Linked DNA regions of Canis lupus: region 2 is linked to region 1. Evidence: chromatin contacts called from public Hi-C data. All regions are on one chromosome and are shown on one strand. Each heading gives the region's core, a stretch centred on a gene start, on an enhancer-like site or on the middle of the called end of the contact. The rest is flanking DNA. Distances are from core to core; before and after follow the strand shown. Region 1 holds the start of CCDC15 (coiled-coil domain-containing protein 15). Region 2 holds the start of TBRG1 (transforming growth factor beta regulator 1).

Region 1 (7,336 bases), core at 2,189-4,688:
CTCCCTAAATTTTCATTTCTTGCTTGAGAGTAATATTTTGGTAAAGCCTCAACCCTGATTAAAATAAATTTTTCCACCTACTTTATGCTATAAGCATGCAACTGAAGAAAAATGCTCAACCATGCTGACTAGTCTCAGTTGAAATTCACAGTCATGAATTTTATATGGGTCCTTACTCTTCCAGACAACTATTTTTTGTACATTATCTTCCTTCCTCAGACCTGAACATCTCTTCCTCTATATTATTAATTGATTCCTACTTGTATTAGTTATCATTTTTCTGTGTAATGGATTATCTCCGAATTTAGTATGTTAGAACAACAAACATTATCCCACATAGTTGCTGGGTGCGGAGTCTGGCTCGGGGTCTCTTATGGTTGCAGTCAAGCTGTTGGTTGCAGTCAAGCTGTTGGCCAAGACAACAGTTTCTGAAGATTTGACTGGGGCTGGAGGATCTACTTTCAAGATCATTCAAAGGGCTGTTGGCAGAAGTTTTCAGTACTCAGTCATGTGGGCCTTTTGATAGGGCTACTTGTGACATAAATGGCCTCAGAGCAAGTGATCTGAGTGATAGTGAGAGCAAGAGCAAGAAAAATGACAGAGAGAGAGAGAGAGAACTCAGCATCTTTTACAACCTAATCTCTGATGGGATATACCATTTCTTCTGCCATATTCTATTGGTTACACAGACCAACACTGGTACAAAGTAAAAGGGGACTACACAGGGTGTGAAGACCAGGAGACCATGAGAGGCCATCTTGTAGGCTGGCTACAATACAATTTTATAGAGAAAATGCAGCAGTCGGAAGAGAACTTCCACAAGTTGTCACCACTATATTACCCAATTACCAGTGTATAGTCTACTTCACTGGAATTGTTATAATGAACCTTTCTTCCTGCTATCTGAGGCCAATCCTTCCCCTTGTTCACTAGATCCCTTTCCTTCTGGTCCACTTAAGTTCATAGTGCAAACGGTCTCCCATCTCTCTCTTGCATTGTCAGTTTTCTCCTGTCTACTGGATAATTCCCAACAACCAAAACCATGTGCTGCATTCTTAAAGAAAAGAATCATCCTGTGATCCTATCTTTCTTTTCAGCTACCCATTTCCCTATGTCCCTTCACAACAAAACTCATTGGAAAGGCTGCCTAAAATTGCTGTCTCCAATTCCTCCTCCCCTCTTTCTTAAGTGCACCCCATCAGGCTTTCACTTTCCAACTACTTCAAAAACACTGCTCTTTTAAAAGTCATCAATGACCACTTTGTTAACCCAATAAGCCAATTCTTAGTCCTTATCCAATTTGAGCTATCAGCAGGATTTAACATGAATGGTCTCTTCTCTTCGATGAAACATTTCCTTGATTTGGCTCTCAAGCTATCACACATTCCTCGTTTTTTCCCTTAGCTTACTAGCTGATCCTTCCTCCTTCTCAGCCTCTTTACTGTTGGAATTCCCCACAGCTCAGTCCTTGGTCCTCTTTTCTTATCTGTCTATAATTCAGTGGCTTGATTTAATTTCATCTCCTGGCTTTAAGCCTATAACCTAACAACTCCCAAACTCTTATTTCTAGACCAGAACTCTCTGCAGATACTTTTATCATATTATGTTCTTGGATGTCAATTCGAAAAACAAAATCTGTCTCAAACTGAATTCCTGATCTTCCTCCCAAACTTATTCTATCCACCATTTTCCCCATCTCAGGAAATGGCAATAGCGACTCCATCCTCTCAATTGCTCAGAACAAAATCGCTAGAATTTTTCTGGACTCCTCTCTCTCTCTCTCTCTCTCTCTCTCTCCACACACACATATACACACACACACACTCCATATCCAACTTTCAACAGGTCCTGAAAGTCCTGCTTTCCAAATATATCCAGAATCCAACGACTTCTCACCATCTTTACCACTACTTCTCTGATCCAAGACATCATAATCTCCTATTGGAATTATTGTAATAAATAGTCTCTTACTTGGCCTACTACTTATTTATACTCCTGCCTCATGCAGTCTATTCTCAATACAGCATCCACAGTGATTTTTTTTTTTAACAATTTAAGTCACATTATGGCATTCCTTTGCTCAAAACCCTCCAGTGGTTCCCCATCTCAATGCCTTTCCATGGCTTGCAATGCTTTATGTGATTGCCCACCCCCTAACTTTCGACTGCCTACCCCAATACTCTCTCCTTCTCTCACTCCACCAGTCACACCAGCCTCCCTGCTGTTTCTCAGCTACTTTGGAGCAATTGTGCTTGCTGTCCTCGCTACCTGGAACCCTTAACTCTCCTTTGAAGGTGACAGTAGCTTGTTCCATTGTATCATGGGAGTTTGCCTCGAAGCCTTTGCTCAAAGGGACCTCAGTGGGGGCGCCTGGGTGGCTCAGTTGGTTAAGCCACTGCCTTTGGCTCAGGTCATGATCTCAGGGTCCTGGGACTGAGCCGGGGGCTCCCTGCTCAGCGGGGTGTCTGCTTCTCCCTCTGCTCCTCCCCCCAGCTTGGGCACTCTCCCTCAAACAAATAAAATCTTTTTTTTTTTTTTAAGTACTTCAATGAAATCTTCTCTAGTCATCCTATCTACACATTCATTGCCTCTCCCCACACTTCTTTTCTTGCTATCGTAGATCACGCTTTTCTTGGGTGCTCAATAAACACAGAAAGACGCCCACAACGCTATCTTCCTTCTTTGCTTATATCAACGATATTCATCAGCACCAAGACACATTTACTTATTCATGTGTTTATTTGCTTACTTCTTCTCGTTAGACTGCAAATTCCACTAACAAGGGCTGTTTGTTTTGTTCACTGGTGTCGATTTCCAGCGCCCAGAACAGTACCGGTATGTTAAAAAGCTCCCAATTATATGTGAAATGAATGAATGCATGGGTATTTCACAGGGATAAGGAGGTGTCCCCAGAATCCCAGTAGAGCTTGGAGCAGAGAGGGTGACCTCTCACGATGCTGCGATATTCGAATTCAAGAAACTAGTAAACAGTCTCATAAAGGGAACGAGGTGTCCCCAGGAGCCGCAGCATCCACGGTTAGCTCGTTCCTCCAGGACGCCCGGCCAGGGCCACCCTTTCCCATCCTTTTCTCCTGCTTCCCTCCACCGGGACCCCCGCCCCTCCCGGTCTGCGCTCCTCAGCTCCCCCCAACCCTCTCCGGAGGGATTTTCGGGCTGGTCCCTGCGCCAGGACCACAAAAGCACCTGCAGCCGGCCACGCCCCGGGCCCCGTTACCCAGCAGCCCCGCGAGCCCACTCGTTCCCGCCCAGTCTCCCGCGCCTTCACAGGCCCCGCCCCTTCAGCCGGCCACCAAGCGGAAGTGACGTCCATGCGGAGCCCGGAGTCCCGCCCCGCACGCTTTCCCAGCCCCGGGGCGGGGACTCAAGACCGGAAGGGGAGGCTACAAGGCCGCCCGGAAGGGCAGGGGCAGGGCGGGGCGGGGCGGGGCGGGACCGGGCGGCCCTCCCGAAAGTGGCGGTTTGCTGGAGGCGGTTACCGTAGTGTCCGGAATAGTTGGAGTCGGTGGCGCGCTTCCCCCCGTAGCGGGACACCGGTTATTTGGGCCCTGCCTCAGACTCCGGTTGCCGGCCCCGTTCCCTCGGGCTGCTGCGGCCCGTCCTCCCTCTCCGGGCGGGGCCACCCGTGGGCCGCTCTAGGTTCTCTCCCCTCCGATCGCCATTCCTTCCCGGAGGCAGGCTTTACACTCTCCCTCTTAATTTCTTCCTACTCCTCTTTCCCGTCCTTCCTTCCTTCCTTCCTTCTCCGGGATTGTTCTTCCACCGCCGCCTCTCGAAGGCTTCTCTGCTTTCCTGGCGCCTCCGCAGCAGGCTTGCGGCGGGGGGCGGGGGGCGGGGGGCGGGGTGGAGCTTTCCACGCCGTCCTCGGAGGGTTTTAAGCGTTAACTTTCTGCTTGCCCAGGAGTCGCAGATGCCGGGAAGTATGGCCCCCCTCCAGAAGCCTCGCCACGCCACGAGGATGCCCCTGGCCCTAAACCCCCTGAAGAGCAAGGACGTGCTGGCGGTGCTGGCCGAGAGGAACCAGGCTGTAATGCCGGTTGGGGCCTGGGTGGAAGCGGCCTCGCCAGATAGTTCGGAAGTCCCCGCGTATGTGAGTGTCAGTTCGATGCAGGTGTAGTGGGGCCTCCCCCCCGACCCCCCCCCCCATATTAGCCCTCTCTAATCGGTGCTTAGATAAACATGAACAGTCCTTTCCCTTCTGTTGTAAAATGAGTATGTTCCTGAATTAGGATTGCAGAACGCACAGGTGTCTGCCAAAACTGTCTAATTCACAAGGTCTAGACTGCTTGCTAGGCACAAGACGGAGGCACTGGCTGTATCTTGCAGACGCCCTCCAAGGTAGTAGGGATCACAGTTGCCACAGTTGCCACACTTAGTGTGTGTAAGTAACATTAATGGGTTCCTTTTTTTTTTACATTAGTTGATTCTTAAAGTTACAGTAAGTGTGTAGAATCAATAAGACTCAGACGCAGTAAGAGAGTAAGGGAAGGAATATTAATTCTGACTGGGGTTATTCTGAGAGAGTTTTGTTTTTTGTTTTTTTAAAGATATTATTTGTTTATTCATGAGAGACACAGAGAGAGAGGCAGAGACACAGGCAGAGGGAGAAGCAGGCTCCCTGCAAGGTCCCCGATGTGGGACTCGATCCCAGGACCCCAGGATCACGACCTGAGCCAAAGGCAGACCCTCAACCACTGAGCCGCGGAGGCGCCCAGAGAACGTTTAACTATAAGGTCCAAAAGAAAAGGGACCTTTATTTTTTGTTCATTCCTATCCTGTCATATAGTAAGTCTTTAAGGAAACACTCGTTGAATGAATGAATGAGTGAATAGATGTAGAATAGATGTAGAAATACAGTCTATGATAGTCCTTAAAAATGGAAATGTTATAAGTACAGACGGTAGGGAAGAGCATTTCAGATGAAGGGAAACTTCTGCAAAGTTTACCTGTGTGCCTGTTTACCTAGTAACTCCCATATGTCACCATTAACACAGGAGGACAATTTTGTAAAGAAGATTGTTGATAGTCTTTCACTATACTGTGCCCCTTAGCTCTTTGTTGGAATTTTGTTGTGGCATTTACCATGTTATATTCATAGTAAGTTGTTTACATATCTGCCTTTCCTGATGGAGTGTGAGCTTCCAGAGCACAAGGAAAAAATCTTATTTATTAACCTGCCCCCAACTTCATTTTAGTGTCTAATAAGTGGAATGCGCAAATTGTGTGATTGTCTTCAGGATGTGTAGACAAAATATTGAACATAAGATGAAAAATATGAGTGGTCCTTGATCTCAGAGAAGAAATGAGACCTGTTTAAAGTAAATCTTAAGTAGCAAAGCAATGTCATATGTCCATTTTATTTTTTTGTATACACACACACATTCATTTATTCCTCTTCTGCCTATTTCCAAAAAAGGGTATTGTCTAAGTAGTATATGATTAAGTGCTATGACTATGATACTTAAAGAAGAAAGATAGGACTTTGGGTTGATGTGATACAGGCAAGTTAATGAAGAATTTAGATGGTCAGAGAAGGAGGATGATTCTCCCAATTAAGGAGAATGGGGAGAGTGGGAAGTGAGCAAAATGTTTTCTGGATTCTAAGGGTAGATTAGATGAATTGGAGTGGGAAGCTTCATAAGGATATGGTGGTTGATAGGATTGTAAAAAAAATAGGAGCAATAGGAACCACAGGAAATTTTGGATAAGGGATTGATCTCATTGTTTAATATTTGCAGATGAATTTAATGATAAAACAGTGTTCTGATTAGGTTAGTTGCTTCAATTCCTTTTTTTTTTGTTTTGTTTTTTGTTTTTTGTTTTGTTTGTTTTGTTTTGTTTTGTTTTGAGGTAAGGGATAGATTGGCTCATGGGAGACAAATTAGGATGTAATTATAACAATTTAGCCATGAAGTATGTATGGCATCGAGACTTATTTAATGGTAAAGAATAAAGAGGGAAAGCCCTAAAAAAGGGAGGTTGAAGTAGGAATGAAGAGGAGTAAAGGTAAGAAATAAGCCAGAAGAATTGATAAGATTTGGTACAAAGATATTTTGATGTTTAAGTTAGTGACACTTCTTTTTCATTGCTCAAATTATGACACCTTGATCATGTAGTAGCAAAATGCCTAAAAACCACCAAAATTTTCTTTTTCTATGTTAGACAATTGAATCTCATGTTCCCAAATATTAACTCAAAATATTAGTCTTGGAAAAAAATATAAACATGTCTCTTTTCCCTCATTTAAAAAATTCTGATCAGTACCAGTCAAAGGCAGTTTGATCAAGCATCTCATAGAACTCTACTGATTTAGCACATACTGTCTTGGGAAGCAACCCTTATTAACAGATGCAGCTCTTGTCAGCTCAGAATAAATGCTGAATAGTTACTTCTAGAGCATGGTAGACCTAATATGGTTATTCTAAAGGGAAACTCCTAATCATTTTGTCCCGTTTCAGAGCCATCAAGATTCCTAAAAGTACTATAGTTTCAGACCTCCCCTTCCATTAAGTAAATTAGCATCAAAAGACACTGCAGTTCTATCAGCATTTTATGGCTATTGCATTATTTTATATTTTATCTGTTTGTGTAACAAACCTGGATCCTAGTGGCATAAAGCAAAAGATACTGTGTGTCAGGATTTCAAGCAGTTGTCTGCAACATTGCATCTGAAGCCTCACTTGGGACAGCTAAAATAGTTGGAGATGTCTGGGACAAGCTTACTGGGTTCTGGCTGTTTGTTGGTTTTCTTGGTTCTTCTTCATTTGGCATCTACTGGGCTGTAATGTCCAAGATGGCTTTCTTATTCACATACCTGGCACTTGGGCTAGGATGACTAGAATGGCTAGGGGCTTGCTGGATGCTTTCTTTTTCCACACGATCTCTCTACTTGGCTAGCTTGGGCTTCCTTCCTCTCAGCATGGTGTCTAAGGGTAGAATTCTTACATGGTGGCTGGTTTCCCCAAGGGTGAGCGCTCTAAGGCGGTGGAAGTGGAAGTTGCTTTATGACCTTGCTGGAGAAGTCATGGAGCCAATTCTTCCTCATTCTGTTGGCTATTCAGAGCCCGACTACAGTCAGTATGGGAGATTACTTCACAAGAGCATAAATACCGGGAGGTTTGGTTCACTGTGGGGAGAAGGGGAGATCATCTTTGGAGACTACTGCAAAATCTAAGTATCAGTTCCATCATATGTGAATTAGGCAAAAATGTCCTTTGGTTGTTGTGAGAAACACTTCATCCTTTATTGTCCCCTTGGATAGTCCTTAGGATTCAAAAGGTCTATGAGGAGTTAGTTGTACAATTGAAACAGTATGTAT
Region 2 (6,857 bases), core at 371-2,870, 280 kb before region 1:
GTACACATTTCACAAATTGAAAGGAAAGGTTTCTAATGAAGAAAAAAATAATATCTTAACGCAAATTCCACTGAAATCCATTGGCCAGAGCAGCTCGAAAACTAAAGCAATGGTCATGCTTTCCCTTCCACAAGGTAGGATACGGGTATATGAAGGGGAATGGTGAAAATAAAGTCAGATCACAAAGCCTGCAAGGACAAAATACAGCTGGACAGCAAACAAATCATGCAATTGGCAAATAGATTGGGGGGGGGGGGACGACAATCTCTTCCTATCGCTCAATTTATCTTTTCTCAGGTTCCAAGAACCAGTCTATACTAGCAAAGATAGGATATTGTGTACATTTTGTAGGCTTACATATGCCTGGCAGTTTCGAAAAATAATTCTCGAGTATGTTTGTGAAAATACACTGGCTCCCCGAGGAGTTGCTCTATTAAGACCCTGCTAAGTCCAACAGGGGCAGCTTTCAATACGGAGGGACAAAAAAGAACTTTCATAAGGCTTCTCTGTGTTAAAACCACTTGGTCAGACCCTGTCATTATTTTTACAGTTATGAGAAATGAAATACCTGGATTACCCATTCAAAACCTCTTTTTTTTTTTTTTTTGAACTCTGACTTTAAGTTACTTATACCCATTAGCATTACATTCCCCCCCCCCCAACCCACCCCTGTAATCCGTGGAACTTGTTTTAACTAGGTCCATATTCCCCTTTAACTCCACATACAACTCTAGAGGTCTACATCTTGAACCCATAACCGAAATCCTATTTTACATCAGTCAGAACACCTCACAGCTCACAACCCTCACGGGCTCCCATTATTCCGAGCAGTACAGAGCGTTAAACGGGAAAACCCGCGAGCTCCTCGGCGGCATCGCTGGAATAAGCACGACTACAAGCCTCTTTGCCTTGCAGACCTGAGCCTTTACCGATCAATAGGTCAATACTGCTTCCCATACGATTGTCTACACCCCTTATGTGATGACTTTGGATACCCCTTCGTTACCAAGTTAGCCCTAAATAAACACAGGTTACAGGTGCAGAAACCTATTTTCGGTTTCGTCAGGGAAACATCCAGACTGCCTACACTTGGTGCTCGTGTTCTTAAAACTGCACGTTTAGCGGGACACGGGGGGGCGGGGCTCGGCGGTGGAGCACGTGACCCTGGGGTCCCGGGATCGAGTCCCACTTCCGGCTCCCCGCGTGGAGCCTGCCTCTCCTTTTCTCACGAATAAATAAAATCTTTTAAAAAGCAACTGTGTGGTTAGACCTTGTCTTTCCTATTAGCGTCTGACCTGAAGGAGCAGAAGCCTTTTTTTTTTTTCCATTCTGGTAAAAACCACGGCCTAATCGGCTCTCAGGAAACCTTTCAGGAGCGGACTGCACCGGGAAGCCCCGCGGTCCGGGTGTGGCCCTTGCGGGGACGGAGCGCGTGAGAGGCCCGCGCCGGCGAGACCGCGGGGTTCGCGGCGCCCCCTCCACACACACACCCGGGCCGGGAAGGCACACAGCCGCCCCACCGCCGAGACGTTCGCAGCCGCGCCCAACCCAGGCTCGCCGCCCCGGAAGTTATCCGCGGCGCCCTTACATCACTTCCGGGCAGGGCTCACTTCCTCCCCGACGCGGAAGTGCGGGGAGGCCCCGGGGCCGAGGGCGGCGGACGGAGCTTTGGTGCCGCCGTCCGCCTCGGGAACGTTCTGGAAGGCTAGATCCTGGAAGGCCGGGTCCCGGCAGCCCCGACGAGACGAAGCCGGCGCTCCTCGGCCTGGGAGCCGATGCCGGCCGCGCCCGGGAGGCCCCGTAGCGGGGCCGGACCATGAGCCTGCTGGGCGGCCCGGCCTCCTCGCCGCGCGCCCCGCTGCCGTCCAGCAAGGCCAGGATGAAAAAGCTCCCGAAGAAGAGCCAGAACGAGAAGTACCGGCTCAAGTACCTGCGGCTGCGCAAAGCGGCCAAAGCCACCGTGTTTGTGAGTCTGACCGCCGCTCGGCGCTTGTCCGCCTCGACACTCCTCTCCCTCGCGACGCGTCTCCGCACGGCGCTCCCCGGGCGGGGCGGCGGGCACCGCGGTGTCGGCTTGCGCACACCCGCTAGGCCCGCCCGCCGGGCGACCCCGGACGCCTTAGGTCGTTTCCGAGCCCGCTGCCTGCCTTTCGGAGTTGGTGAAGATTGAAGTGAGGAAGGTGGAGTGCTCGGCACCCCGAGGACGTGCCGGGGACTTGGCGGTCCTTGCCCCTCTGGCCGCAACGCTCTGGGAAAGGCGTTGGATTCTCAAGAGGACCCTAGAGGGAGGCACTGAAACCCAAAGATGATTTGCCCCGATCACTGGCCCCGGTTTCTCTACCACTTCCACTACAGAGCTTATTCCCAGGCACCCTGAATACACACAACTGACCCCTGCCCCAAGCAGGCCCGGGAAGCTTTCCAGTCATTTACCCCCACCCCCGCCCCCTTTTAATACCTTGAGCCTCTCTAGTGTCTCTGCTTGTTCTTCTGTTGTAGAGGCACTGAGTCTACCGACCGAGCGAGCTGGCCTGCAGGCCCCGGTCCGTGTTACGGTTTATCCCGGCTCGCCCAGGCCTGCCTGCCTCCGGGCTGGGAAGTCGGGAACCGAGTCCTCAGTCGCGCTTCCCACGTCTGAATCCCCCACCTTACCCTCTCCTCTCCACCAAAAGCTCCAACATTCTCTCAGCTTTTTGGGGGAAGCCTAAGGGAAGGTTTGGAAGTTAAACATTCTTTCCAGAAGCAATCACTTAGCACTTGCTGTGCGCTCTGGAGAGAAATGAAGGAAGTAGAATGAAGAGGACTTGATACTTCATTGGCCATTCCCTTTCTTTTATGCCCTCCCTACATGTCAGCGGTACCTAAGGTCTAGGTTACCAGAAGGAGGTTGGTTCCATCCAGTACTGGAAGCAGGCATTGTGGAGAGAAGGGGGTGCCGCTTTGAACATTCAGAGTGCGAGGTCTCCCCTGGGGAACATCCAGAGGAGAGTGTGTCCTTTACAGCTCATGCTTGGCAAACAGATTGCATCAGAAAGACAGATGATTCTTGAGTACCCATGAGTAGATTACGAAGTTTAAGAATTTTGCATATTACAGTGGATTTTGTTCTACCCAGGTCTACTCTTCAGGGTTCATGTAGCATGAGATGCTTTGGGTTACATTGGTTTTGTGAGCTCCCCAAGAATCAAGGCACTTGGGAATGGACATTTCTCATATTTGGAAGGATTAAACTTAAGCCGTATGCCCTTTTCTCTGCCAAAGGCTACCCTAATTAGGGTGATCATATATCTTGGTTTGCCTAGGGCAACCCTAGTTCTACCACACTGTACTGGCAAAATAATTACCAGCATCCCCTTTTCATTCAGACATGTCCCAGTTTTAGTAAGTTATATAATTACCCTGCCCATAGTGGAACTTGACTCTACCTTTAAAAAACTTTTTAAAGTTTTTAAAAGCTGTACATTGTTTTAAAAGTTTGTCTGCAAGGTAGAGTAGCTCACCCAGCAATATAGACTATTTTGATTTGAATTATAGCTCCTCTTGGCGTGCCTGGGTGGCTCAGTTGGTTAAGCATCTGACTCTTGAGCTCAGGGTGGTGAGATTGAGCTCAGTATCGGACTCCTCACTGGGCATGGAGCCTGCTTAGGATTCTCTGCTCTTTCCCTCTCTCGCAGCCCCTTTCCCCACACCCCCCCCCCCCCCCCCGATCTCGTTTGAGCTCTCAAAAAAAAAAGAAAAAGAAAAGAAATACAGCTCCTCTTCCTAGCATAATACTTTGATCTTTTATTCTTTTTATGTGATTTTATGCAAAAATTTTTCTTAAAGGAAAATGCTGCTATTTGTGATGAAATTGCTCGTCTTGAGGAAAAATTTCTTAAAGCAAAAGAAGAAAGACGGTGAGCTGCCTTCATTTTGTGTTCAAAATCACATTTTCAGTGATTGATACAGTGTTACTGTTTTGGGAATTTTTTCCAGTAGAATTTTTGTGCATTATACGACCCATTGGCTACTGATCAAGTACAGAGAAACTCACAACCGCTGGTACTGGTTCCCATTTACCCAAGTCATGTTGGACCCTGGGGATGAGACAGCTCCTCTGTTCATCTTTCTGACATGATCCTCTTGCCATATCTAATAAGCTATCTTCTTATAACTCTTCAATTATAAAAGAGAAGGGATAAAAGAAACTGCCTCTCATTCCATAAATACTCAGTATGTACTACTCTATGCAGACCACAGTCTGTATATAAAATATATACATAAGCAGGTCATGGTATGTGCCTTTTGGGAGCGTAACACCTTTCAACATCCAGGTAGAGGAACACTCTAGATGCAATAGAGATAAGCTACAGTCCTCTGTATGGCTCCTTGACATATTGTCCTCTGGAGCTTCATTATTCCCTGGGTCCAAGAAGAACTTTATTTTTATGAGTGTGATAATCTTTGTGTATAATTCTGGCTTTTCCAGCACTTGAGTAAAATATTGAACTGATATCAAACAGAAGTTCATACCTCTGCTCCTTTTCCTTCCCAAACTCAGGTATTTGCTAAAGAAGCTCCTCCAGCTTCAGGCTCTAACTGAAGGGGAAGTACAGGCTGCAGCTCCTTCCCACAGCTCCAGTTTGCCCCTGACTTATGGTGTGGCCAGCACTGTGGGAACTATACAGGGAACTGGGTCCATTTCTGGGCCCAGCACTGGGGCTGAGGAACCATTTGGGAAGAAATCCAAGAAGGAGAAAAAAGAAAAAGGCAAAGAGAACAACAAACTGGAAGGTACCTTGGGGAGAGGATATCAGTTGCCCCAGTGGCCCAATGACTGTTGACAAAGAACTGGTACTAACATGACCACAGATATACTCAAACTCTCATCTGGTCCTTAAGCAGCTCTCCTAGCCCTCAGAAAGCAAGTATATCAGAGCTACTTTGGGTGAAGGAATTCTAGACAGACCTGGCTAAATATGAAGAGAGCAGGCTAAGGGCCTCCCCCCTGCTCCCACACTTCCAGGTCTCTGGGATGCCTTCAGTTCAGTCTTTCCTAGAGGCAGGGAAATGGGCTAGGTGGCCTCTTGAGCACACGGATGGCTTGGGAAATTTCTGATCTGTTAAATAAAGTAAGAGGCCTTAAAAAGTGCAAGCCTTTTAGGTCCTCAGCACTAATGTTAAAATTAGCCACTGCCAGGTGGGTGGGTTAGAAAGATACTCTGGGCTTTTGGGGAAAAGCCCCCTGTGCCCATTCAGGGAGTATATAGAACCAGGATTGGCTTATGGCTCTTAGCATTCACGTGTCAATTTTTCCCTTCCCCTGAGCATTGGGAGGGACCTAAAGTGGGTGACCCCAGATTTGCGTTTCAGTTCTGAAGAAAACATCCAAGAAAAAGAAAATGGAGGGAGGTGCTCGCAAGCTGGTTCAGCCCATTGCCCTGGATCCCTCAGGACGGCCTGTGTTCCCCATCGGACTGGGGGGTCTAACAGTATATAGCCTGGGGGAGGTGAGTGAGACCAGCGATACATAGAGAGGAGAATCAGAAATACGGGAATGGGGTTGAGCCTTCCCTCCCCGTTCCCATTAGCCGGAGTCCCTTGCTGATCCAGACCAACCCCAGAAAACCTCCAGTCCCTAGGAAACCAGGTCAGTTTTGTCTACTGCCCAGCCTACACACTTTCTCTCTGTGATTCAAGTCATTCTTTGCAACCCCAAAATGGTCTCAAGGGCTACTACACACAGTACACTGGACTTCTGAATTCTCCAGCGACCTTAGTCGCAGATTCGGGGAATCTCTCTTCTAGATCATCACCGACCGACCTGGCTTCCATGATGAGAGTGCCATCTACCCTGTGGGCTACTGCAGTACTCGGATATATGCCAGCGTGAAGTGCCCAGACCAAAAGTGTCTGTATACCTGTCAGATCAAGGATGGTGGCATGCAGCCTCAGGTACCCACTCTCCTTATGACCGCTGTTTTTCTTTTCTTTGTTTTTATGTTTTTTTGGTTTTTTTTTTTTTTTTTTTTTTTTGAGAACCTTCTCTGTGACAGCCACTTATGGGTATTACCTGTTTTGACACTTAAGCACATACCGTACAGTCACCATTTGAGTAACCCCAAGATGCAGAAAAGCGATTAGCTCTAAATCAGACATTTGCTAATAAGTGCTTGAGCTGGTATTCGGATCTATATCTGTCTGGCTCTCATAGTGACGACCTTTCCTTTGAACCCTGCTGCTTGTACTGTTGCTATGGTAACTGTGTGAGGCTAAACAAGCCTATATACAGGAAAGACTAATTTGATACTCTGCCATTTCAGAGGACCAGGATGGGGGTAGCAAAGATGGGGGTGTACCTATTAGTTTCTGGTTGCACACGCTCTTAAGGACCTGGAAGATGTGAACCTTAGTTTTGTAAATACCTTTGTTCATCCTTCCCACTGCTACCAATTCAAGGCAGCTGATTTTCCCCACCCATCACCTCTGATCATTAGGAAAAAAATAGACCATTTTCAAAGCTCCAGGCTTCAATGTCTGATGTTACAGATCACCAGAAAGTTGGGTGGAAGGAAGTAAAGGCAAGGAGGGGAACCTTTGAGCAGAAGCTGAGAGTCAGCCTGATGCATGTGGATAATACTGCAGCGCGCCTCTCCTGGTTAGAGCGTTGTTAGATACAGGTGACTGTTTAAATGACCTGGCCACTGCAGGAGTTCTGTTTAGAAAGTATTCTAACAGAAAGACTCCTTGTAGCAATAGCCCATATTTATAACAAATTTATAAATTCACTGCAAATGTAATCAAAATTCTAATAAGATTGTAATGGATATTGACAAGCTGATTCTTAATTTCCTCAAAGACAAACTGCTGAAATATTT

What was found. Hi-C and Micro-C count contacts between places; a contact is called where the count stands out from the background.
Region 2: a Hi-C map of blood shows a contact between it and region 1, with 10 times the contacts expected there. The contact joins the promoter of TBRG1 here to the promoter of CCDC15 in region 1. A contact is called at or near these places in 2 of 9 Hi-C or Micro-C datasets (both in blood).

What each region holds. Positions count from the first base shown.
Region 1 is chr5:9,520,908-9,528,243 of UU_Cfam_GSD_1.0, reverse strand. CCDC15 (coiled-coil domain-containing protein 15) reads left to right here and starts at 3,438. Exons shown (of 16, transcript XM_038535774.1): 1 at 3,438-3,692; 2 at 3,920-4,108. The coding sequence starts at 3,929.
Region 2 is chr5:9,797,623-9,804,479 of UU_Cfam_GSD_1.0, reverse strand. TBRG1 (transforming growth factor beta regulator 1) reads left to right here and starts at 1,620. Exons shown (of 8, transcript XM_038535816.1): 1 at 1,620-1,966; 2 at 3,826-3,896; 3 at 4,541-4,773; 4 at 5,353-5,489; 5 at 5,788-5,934. The coding sequence starts at 1,817. LOC106558784 (a long non-coding RNA gene) reads right to left here and starts at 1,551. Exons shown (of 4, transcript XR_005359113.1): 1 at 1,296-1,551.